Linked DNA regions of Anas platyrhynchos: region 2 is linked to region 1. Evidence: chromatin contacts called from public Hi-C data. All regions are on one chromosome and are shown on one strand. Each heading gives the region's core, a stretch centred on a gene start, on an enhancer-like site or on the middle of the called end of the contact. The rest is flanking DNA. Distances are from core to core; before and after follow the strand shown. Region 1 overlaps ZNF516 (zinc finger protein 516). Region 2 has its middle 48 kb from the start of ZNF236.

Region 1 (6,023 bases), core at 1,674-4,173:
TCAAGGTGGTGGAAGGATGTAGAGGGAAAAGCTCCAAAAGGCACCTTTATGGTTTTGACTAAGGCAAAACAAGCTGCGACTAGCTTTTCCACAGGCTGGATAATACAGAAAGATAGATAGGAAAATTCGAACAGGAAGGACAAGGGAGGAAATCATTAGAGTAAAGCTCTTTCATGAGAGCTCAAAAGAGATTCAAAGGTTGACTCAGCTTCATAGTATGCAGAAGGCACTTGTGCTGAATTCTGCATGGCTGCTGTGGAGGGTGGATTTCACACTTACGTCTGAAATATCATCCAATTAAATACAGAGCCTGTGCTAATGATCCCCTCCTCCTGGGGAATCCTGCTTGCAAACTCCAAACGAGGTGGAAAGAGTTACCTCTTAGTGTAGAATCTTTAACAGTTCTTTAAGAGTAGACAAAAGAAAGCTTTAAAGACTCTCTCTCTCACACACACACAAACAAAAAGTGTGTGTGTGTTAATTGTAGACATTGACCTTGGGAAAGTCAGTATTTCATCAACAAATATGTAAGACAGCCTTGGAAAGTCCCTTGTGAGCTCAGTGCTCATTTATATTCTGATTTTTTTTTTTTGAGGGAAACATTCATTCTGAAATAATGAAAGAATTATTATATAAATTAAACCTACACGTTTAAAGTTTTTTGTTTGTTTGTTTTTTGAGAACCCAGTTCAGAAGCATCTCTTTTTGTTAAACTTTCATGAAACATCCTTAAACGGCATGTTTAGTATTTGTGACTGTTCCTCTGAGTTCCTGAATACTCAGATGGCAAAGTGCAGCATTAAGGAAGAGTGCTTGTTTTGCTCTCATTCCTCAATAAGCTAAAATGGAAAATAGATGCCAATCAAAGTACCAAGTGCACTTGGGTGCCTAGCGACAGGTATCATTTCCAAGTTTTCAGAATATAATGATAGATACTCACTTGTCTGAAAGCTATGCCTTATTAATTAAAGCATATGAAGTATGCTTTAATGCTAAAACAATTTATATATATATATATATATATAAACAAACAAACAAACAAACACTACCCCAAATCCTTAATAGCCTTAACAAACCTAGGCCTTTGAATCAGAGACTGTTCTCCCTAAATCCTCTACCTATCTACTTATTTATTTATTTCTGCTGAGAATAAAGAGTTGGCTCTATTTTTCCTATTCCTGGTCTTTGTTTTAGGCTTGAAGTTGAATACCAAACATAAAAGCATAATTTTTTCGTTGTTAGATTTGGCAAAATTTGAAGGAATTTTACATGCCCTCTGGAAATATTTTAAATTTAATAATGTGTTGTTGCTGCATCTTAGTTTGTTTTCATCTAACTATAAAAAAGCAGTCAGAAATGACCTTGTGGCAAATACTGGATTCTATCTTCAAATATGTTTTGTTGTATGTGTTACTGCTCGTTGTTTTACCTTCCTGTTAATTGTTTTTAAGTAAAGCTTCTCCCCCTCTTGCAGCACTTTACCTTTTTATTCTGTAAGAATGCTCTCTCAATTAGCACTCTGCAGGCAAAAATTTTACACTTGTGAGGTCTTTATATTTTCTTCCTCCACACTTTTATATTTTCTTGAGTGTCTGATAGAAAAGTTCAGGCGATACTTTCATGCAGAGATGCATGTGGGCTGATTACCATACATCAAGACTGACTCTCTGAAAAGAAAGATACAGATTGGCATTACCTCATTCTGCTGCTGACTACACAAACTTCAGCCTGTTTTGACTGAGATCCTTCTACGTAGCAGAAGCAATGGACAAAAGTCAAAACCTTTGTATCTGTGTTTTTTTGTTTGTTTGTTTGTTTTTTTTCCCAAATATGTTGTTTCTTATTAAAGTAATCTGTATTAGTCTATCAGGGCTATTTATTTCAAGGGAGTTGTAGTTTATTTTCTAAAAAAGGGAGAGGAAAGGGGGGATAGTATAATATAGCATATTATGTAAGAAAAACCATCAAGGCTCTGTATTTCCTGTCCTTACTGTTTCTTTAATCACATCCCAAATCATTCGACCAGATACGTCTTCATCTACAAGAAGGTTTTTATACTCCTTGTGCTTGTGGTGGTCGCGTTCATGTTCAACCAGAATTAGTTTTGCTTATCATTGTTGAACATGTCAGAATGCCACTGTCTTCTGTAGCCATACAGAAGTACCATCTTCTCCTGGTTTGAAGTATGGAGATGCACAACCTCCATCCCACAGTGCCACACACTTTATTGTTAAATGACTTGAGTCCCATGATGCAGAGATATAAAGATATGTATTGTCAATGAACAGCAGGGAAGCTCTGTTTAGAGACTTCCTCAGGGTAGAGTGAGGATGATTTTCCCAAGTTGTTGGTTGGTGGAAAGTGTCATGGGAAGCTCTCAGAGCTGTTGGCTGCATGTTCTTGGTCCAGCTTCTCTCTCCCCCTTTTGGGAAAGTGAGGAACTTCCATATCACATGTCTGCAGGTGCTGGGTAACACACATATCCTTAGTCCAAACACCTCTGTCCATGTAGCTCAACCTCTGCATGGAGGTATTGTCCCAAGCAGAAGGTGTGCTGGGGAGGAACCTTGCTGAGAGCTGCACCTTGTGGGGCAGTACTGTCCCTGGGGGATACTTCTGCAGGATAAATCCCTCTTTATGCTTGTTTTGGTCCTTTTTATGCTTGCTTTGAGTTGTTTTCTGGGCAGAGGACCCAACAACGATCATGGGCATTCGTGGTGCCAGGGGTCACCGAGCTGTGTTTTGGGGGGCAGATCTCCACTTAGCAGTGAGGAGGGGGCGGTGGACATGTTGTGGGAGTGCTGTCCCCCGTGTTTTGTTTTGTTTGGGCTACTTTTGGTGCTGCTTGGTACTGTTTTGGAGCAGGAGGCCGAGGCCCAACACACGTTACTGTGAAGGCCTCAGCGCTAGGCCGCGCCGAGGCGGCGGCGGGGCTCATCCGCTGGGCGGCGGCGCCACCTGGCGGGGGCCGGGCCCCGGAATGGCACTGACAACGCTACTTTTTATTTTTCCTTTTTCCTTTGAATATGAAAGTCTCCTTTAGCTGTACTTTCCGATACTTATCAGCTACCGTAGTATTTTATTTTCTTCTTTTTTTTAAATGTGAGGTGCTGCGTTTATCTTTATTTGTGTAGCACAACATTTTAACTTCATGCAGAGGGAGTGCGCCACGGGGAAGTCCACCAGAGTTGTGGTGATTTAACTGTGTGTCTTATTTGGTGTGGGTAGGTAATGCCATTAACCACACCACCTCTCTTGTGACTGCGTGAGCCGCTGTTTTCCTCTTTTGACTAAGGAAAGGAAATCTGAAGTCAGTTTGATGCGACGTCTGTGCCACAAAAGTACAGTTACCACCTGAACCTTGTGCATAGCAGCTGAACTAACTCATGCATTAAATATATTTTAGTAAATGACCTGAGGAGGATTTACCAAACACTTCATTTTTCTGACATCAGTCTAAACTATATATTTGCTACAGTAATCATGGTAGTATTTCTTAGTGTGATGTTGGGGAGGGGGGGGAAGAGAGGGAGGAGGGGGAAGGCATGCAATTGTTTACCTCTCTCTTTTTGGAAATACCTGGCCGATCAAACATCTGTTTCTCAGTATGGTTTTCTGCTGTTTGAGAATCTGAATGAACCAGATGTATTTCTTAAGCCCACTATTCTTCGGGCGAGTTTTATTTCTGTTGATCTGGAAGCAGTTCTAAGGAGCCAAGGGGTTGGGATAGGGAGTGTCTGGTCTTTGATGACAGGAGGATATGAATAAATGGTAGGTAAAGTGATGTGGGTGATCTGAGGAGCTCTTTTTTGATAACTTAATCCTTTTTTTTTTTTTTTTTTTTTTTTTTGGTGGAGTTTTATGTGTGTAACAACAAAGCCCACAGCTGATACCCCTCTCAGGCATTGGGGCTGGGAGGTGGTTTGGTTACCCCTGTTTGCCTCATCCCTCCCCAATATACTGGTTAACCCTGCTGGAGCTCCTCTGACCCGCTGTGAGCTGCTGGGAGAGCAGATGGCGCCCCTGAGGTTCCAAAAAAATCAAGTTTCCTGTTAAGACCTGAACACTGGGGAATAATTAACACCAAAGCTCCTCAGGAGGAGAGGTGACAGTACTTCTTCTACAAAAATATACCAGACCACAGCTCTCGCCCAAGAAACAATGCATCTTTTCCCTGTTCTTGGTGGGATGTTTTACCTGAAGAAGGGTATTCCACTGAGATGGCAAGTGTCTTTCTATTTAAGGATGCCTCATTTCAATAGCTGATGATCAAAATTTTAAAATCTCCTTTTGTTAATCCTGTGGCAGGCACAGGGATTTTTCATGCTGCTTTGTATGGGCTTGCTCTCAATATGGAGGCGAAAGGCAGCAGTGAGGTTAACAAGGCCTTTCACCCAAAATGGTGTTTGCAGTCTGCCGCAGATGCTCATGAAGAAGCTCTTTTCTATCAAACCAAGATTGCAAATTGCCCTTGAATGTACTTTCCTGCTCTCTTGTAATGTACGTAACAGCACAAGGGCTGGGGAGAGGTAGGAAAGCTGAAGTACTTTCCAGCCCTTCTGGTAGTGTGTATATGTGTGCATTTTCCTAATCCTTTTGAGAAGGAGAAATTCCAAATTAAGCCAGCCCGTGGCAGTGTTTTTCAGCATTTCTTTTGCTTCTGCATTTAAAGCTTAAGCCTTGGTACTAATTGGAAAAGTTGGGAAGCTTCCTATGCACAATGTGCAATAGTTAATTCCGGCTTTTAACATTTTAGCATTTTAACACAATCCTTTATTTATTAAAATGAGCGTATGTTATAAATAATCATGACTCACAGGTGCAGAATTACTAGCTAGTTGTCTATGAAGCTTATTTTAAATGCAATGTGTTGCGATTCCTTTTTTTCTAATAGATTTGATTTCTCACCCCTTCCTCCTTTACCATAACAATGTTTCTATTATTTGAAAGATTGAATAAAACACATTTACAGACAGTTCTTCTTTTTTTTTCAATACATCTTTGAGACATCCCCTTGTCTCCTGACCTTTCTGATCTACATTATGCACCGTGGGATGATTCTCATCTGACTTCCTCCCCAAACAGAGGGCTTCCTCTTTCTTAAAATGGGAAGCCTACACAGCAGAGATGAATAGATGCTGGAATTTCTTGCATCTTTTAGATTACATCTTGAGAAATATGTTTTATTACTCACTTTGCAAATTACAAATACTTCAAAAAGCAAGAATTTAAGTCAGCCAAGGATTTTGGTGCTCCCATGGGCTGTAAAATGTACCTCTTGGTATAAAAGGAAAAGTGAGAGCAAAAAATTAAAAGCCCAAATTACTTTAAGAGCGCTGTTCAGCCTCAAACAAGTGCCTTTTCTGCGTTCTTGTTCGTGGCGGTAGGTTGCAGGGTTCTTTGTCTATTAGCTCTTCAGGGGGATTATGGAAGTTGCCAGTAAATGACTGATGTCTTTAGTGATCTCCGCAAGGCTGTCACAGAGTTGTTTCAAGCCTGCTCTGAAAGGCCGTTTACTTTGTTGGAAATGCCTCCCATAGTTATTGTGACCATTTCCTCTGTTCCCGCACAAAAGAGCAAGGGAGGATACTGGATAGAAAGGGAAAGGAAATGCTACTTACCTAGCAATTAACCAGACTGTGAATATCACTGCCATGCGAGGTCAACTGGAGCAAATGCCACCATTGGCGTGCTGGAGGCTCAGCAGAGGCAGCTGGGTCCAGCAGGCAGGGCCTCGAGCCTGTTTTCAAGGCCTTTGGCACACAGCTGCGGGTTTTGTGGCATGTGTATGACATGTTTGGTGGCTTGAACCCCATTCCCAGTGAAGGGTGTTGCAGTCATGACAGGCCACATATCATCAACTGCCCTTGTGGCTGAACCAACGTCCTCGCTGGTAGCCCTGGTTCCCTTGGCTTATCCACAGCAGAAGTGTTAAAAACAACATTTGCTCGATCCAGCAGTAGCTTGGAGCCTTCCTGCTGCTGAGCCTCACTGGAGGAAACCGTGTCCCATGCTCGCCTGCC
Region 2 (6,023 bases), core at 1,523-4,022, 150 kb before region 1:
TTCCTCCATATCTGTATCCATGGCACTTCATATCCAACAGACATTGCCAAACACACATGGTGTCTCCACTGCTTCTTCTGGTATGATAACAGGGTTGATATCCTCGGTCTGATGGGTTGTACTGAAAACCTGCAAGAAGATTTATCTTTCCAGTGTGTCTATATGAACCTATTTTCTGATCATCTCAAAGGTTTCAATGAAGTTAACCTCCCAGAACCTCTGTGAAATAGGAAACTGGAATAATTACCACTTAACATATTTGGGAAGTGAGCATCACAAAGAGTAAGATTATTCAAGATATTACAATGTTCCTGCACTCAGGAGCACATAAGATATCACTGGCTTAGACTCCTGGCTTCTGAAGTCAAAGACCCCAATAACTGCAGCATGCATCTGAGTCAAAGTAGAAGCCAGTCCAAAAGCAAACCCATATATTATTCATAGCAGGCAAACTATTGAATCTCTAATCCACCCTTCTGTGTCTGGTTTTGACTGGAAAATGCAGACCTGAAGAGTCTCCTCAGGTAAAAAAAAAAAAAAAAAAAAAAAAAAAAAAAAAAAAAAATCCAAAGGAAATGTTCCCATCCTTCTGGGAAAGTTTTGGATCTGAGAAATAGGTTTCCTCTTTCATTGTTGAAACTAGTCTTATCAAACAATTCCCAGTGAACTCTTACTCTACAGCATGTCAGCTATGTTGTTGCCAGACACCAGGCATTGGCACCTGCTCAAAAAGCCTTTCTTTCTTTTTTTTTTTTTTTTTTTTTTCTGAAGTGGATCTTGGTTTAGCTCTTTTCTTCATTGACGAACTTCAGAAGATCATATTGTCAAAGTTCACTCTGGCGTCATGTTTGGATCCAGTAGCAACCTCAGACTAAAGTGATTGTTAAAAAGGGTACAGAAGGAGAAAATAAATCAGCATTGGTGTCAGTTTGTTTTATTTCAATAATGGTCACCATGGAAACAAAGTCACTGACCTGTTTCTTTTCATACATATAAGTAAACACTAGGGTTTCCAGTTTTCATACAAACCATTTTTAGTACCAACAGTTTACCTCACAGAATGCCTACAACATGCTATCTTATTGAAACTTACTTTTTTATTTTTCTTTCCCCTCAAGGCCTATTTTTATTTATTTATTGCCAATTTCATTTACCAGGGAAACAATGAAAATTCAGTACTGTCATTACACCAGACCACCTCAATTTTCACTGTAACTACCCTTGCTCATAGGTGCAGTGACTGTAAACCAGCAATCTACTAGTAGTACATTTAGATGTGCTTCAACAGCCACTTCTGACTCATCAGGTTAATTTCAGATGACTTCATTCTGCATCTTTTTATTGGTCAAGCATACTATGCACGAAAAACACCTTACTAATGACAAGCTAGCTGTGATTGAGTTGACACATTCTATTTACAATGGAGAAGGCCTTTTTCATATCTCCTCAAGAGATATGAAAGCACTCTTAAAACAATTTATTACTGCCAACATGGCTTGTGTCATACATTCCTTGCTTGCTGTATTTGCATTATTCACATTGATTCTAAGCAAAAACTTACACACTTAAATTAGCAAGAGATATGACTGAGGTGTCACATATAACCCACAGATAACCAGCTGACACCCAAACTGAGTGTGAGCATGTAACCACAATGCATGGGTGCTTGCACAAAGAAGCAGGTAATGGAGTTTGCAATGAATAGGGCAAAAATATCAGGTTGGAGTGCCATTTCTCCTTTTAAGAACACAATAACATCTTCTCTCTATCCCTCTTAAGCTTTGACTATGCATGTTGTATTGTGGCCTTAAGGACAACCACCCACGTATACAGAAAGAGAGAGAAATCATATATGGAAATGTTGAAAGGCAAAAGAATATCATATTTGCTGTATTATGGCCTCTGAGACTATGCCCTGTGTTTGTTATCTCAAGAGTAGGCAAATAATCTAGCATATCAGTGTATTATCTGGGACAAATGCCCTGCTAGAGTAACTCCAGTTAAGTAATACACTTATTTTCCTTTCCTTTAAGCAATGTAAAAACTCATAACACCATTTAATTTAATGGCATTACTCCAAGACTAAATAGCTATAACTATGAACAGAATTGTCTGACTGAATCAAGCTGTTCAGAAAGAAATCGAAATCATGCCAAACTGCCTTTTTTTTTTTTTTTTTTTTTTATTGCTCTGTGACAAGCCTGACTGCTCCATCTTTCACAGGCATTTTGGGTTTAAGCTAAAGGCTTATGAAAATAGTTGCTTTGAGTTAAGTAACTCAACTACATCGCTGTTCATCACAGTCAATATATGCATTTTAGATGATCAGGGAATTGGGTGTTGTCTAGGTCACTTTATACAGAGGTTTGTTGGTTTTGTGTATTTTTTATTTTTATATTTTTCGTAAAGGATTAAGCCTAAAGTTTGGCTGCTATTATTCTGCAATCTACTAGACAAATGTGGTTACAATTTCCTAACTCCCATTGCCCAAATTTACTTAAATTGCTTCATAAACAGAATTTAAACATGCTCTAGCTTGTGCTTGTGATAGATTAAACTTTTCCTCTAATACACTTCCAAAATCTCTGTTCCAGCTGAGGGCACTGACCTTACAAATAAATAAAACATGTTTTGTTTCCACGCTCTGTATTTATCTCAATGGCCTGTAATCTTTCAAACTTTCCTTCCCTCCCCCTCCTTTTCTTCGGGTCTGCTTCAGTTTCCCACTGATACTGATATGCAAGCTTCCTCATTGGGTAACATTTGGCAAGCCTCGCTGCTGCTGTCCAGTAAAGGCAGATTTCTGTAATGACGTCTGCTTTTTACAACAGCAGCATGGGGAGTCTGAACTCAGCAGTCAACAGCTTGTGGGATTAAACAGGAAGGGGAAAAATAATATCAAAAAAAAAAAAAAACTGCTTCAGTCTTAATAAATTCTGATGATTTTTGCTATCTTGGACCAGTGGAATATAAAGTCACAGTGCTTTCTCCTCATTTTCTACCTTTTAATATTTCAGTGTTCCATCCAGAACTGCTGTCACTGTGATTTTATTCTCAACTTTAAAACATTTTTAAAGGTTATTTGATATTTGTATGTTTCAATTGGTCGGGAATACAGTACAGGAGAATTTATGTGGTGACATAAACGATGGTGACTCCTCAGGGCCATGCAGTGTTCTCTCTGCATATTCTCCCTGCTTAGAGTAAAATCCACTGAGAATAGACCATAAAATAATGCTGCCACTGGTTAATATATTTAGGACTATCTTTGTTTATTTCAATAACAAAAATTAATACATGTTATATTGGATTTCCATAGTCAAATAATTGTCTCAGACTGATGGAACCAGTGGTGATATTTGCATAACAAGTTTTCTGAAGTAAAACCACCCTAAACACTGTGTTGTGTCCCAGGTGGCTGCATGGAGAACCTGGAGTCTTCTAACTCAGGAGAAAAGAGATTAACCAAATCCTAACTGTGGGTGTTAGTTTGCTTCAAAAAGGGTTTTTCTTTCTTTGCCCGAGTGGCAATTACAAATGGGAAGTTAAAATGCACTAAATTAAAACAGGATAAAATAAAATAGCCTTTCTTTAATCACCATGTTAAATTTGATATATCAACCACCCGTATGAACACAGAATCTAAATTTTAAAGATTTAGGATTCCAACTATAAACATTGTTGAGAGATGTAATTTCAGAGAGTGAAAGAAGAGTCCACGTCAGAGATTGAGTATACTTAGCAATAATTTCTCTTTAGAAATATACTCTCCCTCTGGTTTTGGCCATCCTCCAAAATTCTACTTCTGAGACATCCCAAACAATGGAGACGTTATAACAAGAACCCATGGAGCAGTGTCCTGCATTGCACTGATGGTTTATAAAAGAGTGGTTTGTCTCAGCTAACCATTCCACATATATAAAATTAATGGTCTCAAAAGGCAAGTAAATGCTTACTGCACATAGTGAGCACATTGCAGAAATCCACTTAGATGGTACTAACTTTCCATTAATTTTCTCTGCACCTTGCCAGAATAAGCAGGCAGCCAGCAGGGTACTCCCGTGTGTAAGCCCAGACTTTGCACGTGGTGATTCCTACAGGCGGATTCCTCACACCATACTTAGGGTGCTTACATTAAAATTATTGGATTTTCAAAACTGGGAGAAACACAGTTGCCTCTGCCATCAAGAAGACAGATTGGCAATTTCTAGGCAAGTCAGTCACCTTCTCGTTGGGCACCTAACTGTGGTCTGCCAAGCACAGGTCTGGTGACTCAAAAATCTTGGTGTAAGGCTGGGTATACAGTATTTTGTGCTGATACAAGTATTTTGACTTGATGAGTGATTTTTCTATTAAAATTATCGAGGTGATGCATTCCCAGATTTGTAATTTCCTCATACAAATGCCTCCTTTTCTCTTGCTCCCTGAAAATGTGAGCAGTGGTGGTGGTGTGAGTACCATACACCTCCATGACTGCAAGCGTGCCAAAGGACTGCCAGTGTGCTGGAAGTTTCTTTTTTTCATAAAACGTGCAGGGGGTCATGCAGTGTGAGCTCAGTTGTGGTGTACCTCGGTCCCTGTCACTAGATGGGGCTCTGGGGAGGCTCTTCCTGGCCTCGCCACTTTCGTGGGGGCTGCAATTACTGTGACTTGCAGCTCTGCAATGTGTTTTATTAATCCATTGGCCAGACATGAACAAAGGAGCAATATCTGCACAGGTGGAAGGTGTTCCTCCCTAAGAAATGGGCTGCTTCATGCACCCAGCCTGTGTCCAACCTCCCCCTGCCTCTCCCCAGCCTTCTCCTTGGCCTCCCCACGCGTCTGAGGGCAGCCAAAATGGCAGCCTGCCCCAGGGCCGCTCGGCAGGCTGCAGGAAGTGGGAGATGGAGACAAACTACAAAGGGAAATTCCTAAGAGGCTGGGAGTTTGGCAGCGAGGACCGGAGTATCCTGACTTGGCTTGTGGGAATTAAGGGATGATCTCGGCTGAAGCTTGTGCTGTCAGACCTGCCCCTGTCAGCGTGGGTGCCTGGCACAGCCATCCCAGCGGGAAGCTCTGTTCCTGGGTCATTCCTGCTTTCTCCCATCTTTTATGCTCAAGCTGAAAAGAGGGTTTTGTGAGTGTTTGCTTCCGCTAGCAGACAACATGTATGCGAAGACGCATGTGTGGTACTAAATCAATCAGAAGATGTTACACGCTCCTCCCAGTGGATTACAAAATGAGAGCGGCCTCTCAGCAGTTTGCACATACGTTTTATCAAACCCCATCTGTCACTGAAACTTGGTGTCCCAGGTAGTCGCTCAGATGAACAGTGACATCAGTTTACAAGTTGCATCACGCTAAATTTTATTTAACGACTGTTTACTTACTTTTCAATGCCATTATATAAAGTCAGTTAGCAGCTGGTTTTGTCAGATCACTTTTGTGTGTGTGTGTGTGAAAAAATACCATTTCAGTTCTTATTCAAAGCCTCTCAGGTCTCTGGAAGAAATAGAAAGTGATGAAAAATAATTAAAATTATTAAACATAATGTTTGCCAGATCAAAGCAAATTGAATAAGCACAATGCGCCATCCCTAATTATTTAAAAGTAGATACTGTTCTCTACCTTTATGAAACCAAAATAATTCTTACAATTTGAGCAGGTATATTTAATTGACATAATGCAGAAAACCATTTTATGCACAAATCCATGCTTACGGACATTATTTCAAGGACTTATCCACATGAAATAACTACCTTGTTTTAAGGGCAGATCAAAGACAAAGGATTATCTTTGTCATCTACACAACTATTAATTCAAAAAAGCAAAAATACATTTATTTGTATCTGTGCATTTTATTCCCTGTTGTGTCTTCTTGACAGGGGAAGGCTTAATGGTGTGTTAGTAGTAAATAAAAAGCCTAAGGGTAACAAGCAGAAGAGACTGTGGTTTGACACATGTAAGTTGCTGTTTGTAAGTTAAGAGAAATGTATCTTCACTCGTATGCTAAAGAATCATATGCTGTTTTATGAGGGAAATCG

What was found. A called contact is a pair of places that touch in the nucleus more often than the background predicts.
Region 2: a Hi-C map of subcutaneous adipose tissue shows a contact between it and region 1, with 2.5 times the contacts expected there. The contact joins two enhancer-like sites. A contact is called at or near these places in 6 of 8 Hi-C or Micro-C datasets (F1 follicle, F5 follicle, liver and 2 more).

What each region holds. Positions count from the first base shown.
Region 1 is chr2:61,867,746-61,873,768 of IASCAAS_PekinDuck_T2T, reverse strand. The region is part of intron 2 of ZNF516 (zinc finger protein 516); the gene reads left to right. Among named protein-coding and RNA genes, the nearest start is that of ZNF516, 73 kb to the left of the region's middle. Within about 2 kb of position 2,923, at least 5 of the 8 cell types and tissues checked have an H3K27ac peak or open chromatin away from gene starts, as enhancers often do. A contact at or near this core is called in subcutaneous adipose tissue, where this site is marked.
Region 2 is chr2:62,016,655-62,022,677 of IASCAAS_PekinDuck_T2T, reverse strand. No RefSeq gene overlaps it. Among named protein-coding and RNA genes, the nearest start is that of ZNF236, 48 kb to the left of the region's middle. Within about 2 kb of position 2,772, at least 2 of the 8 cell types and tissues checked have an H3K27ac peak or open chromatin away from gene starts, as enhancers often do. A contact at or near this core is called in subcutaneous adipose tissue, where this site is marked.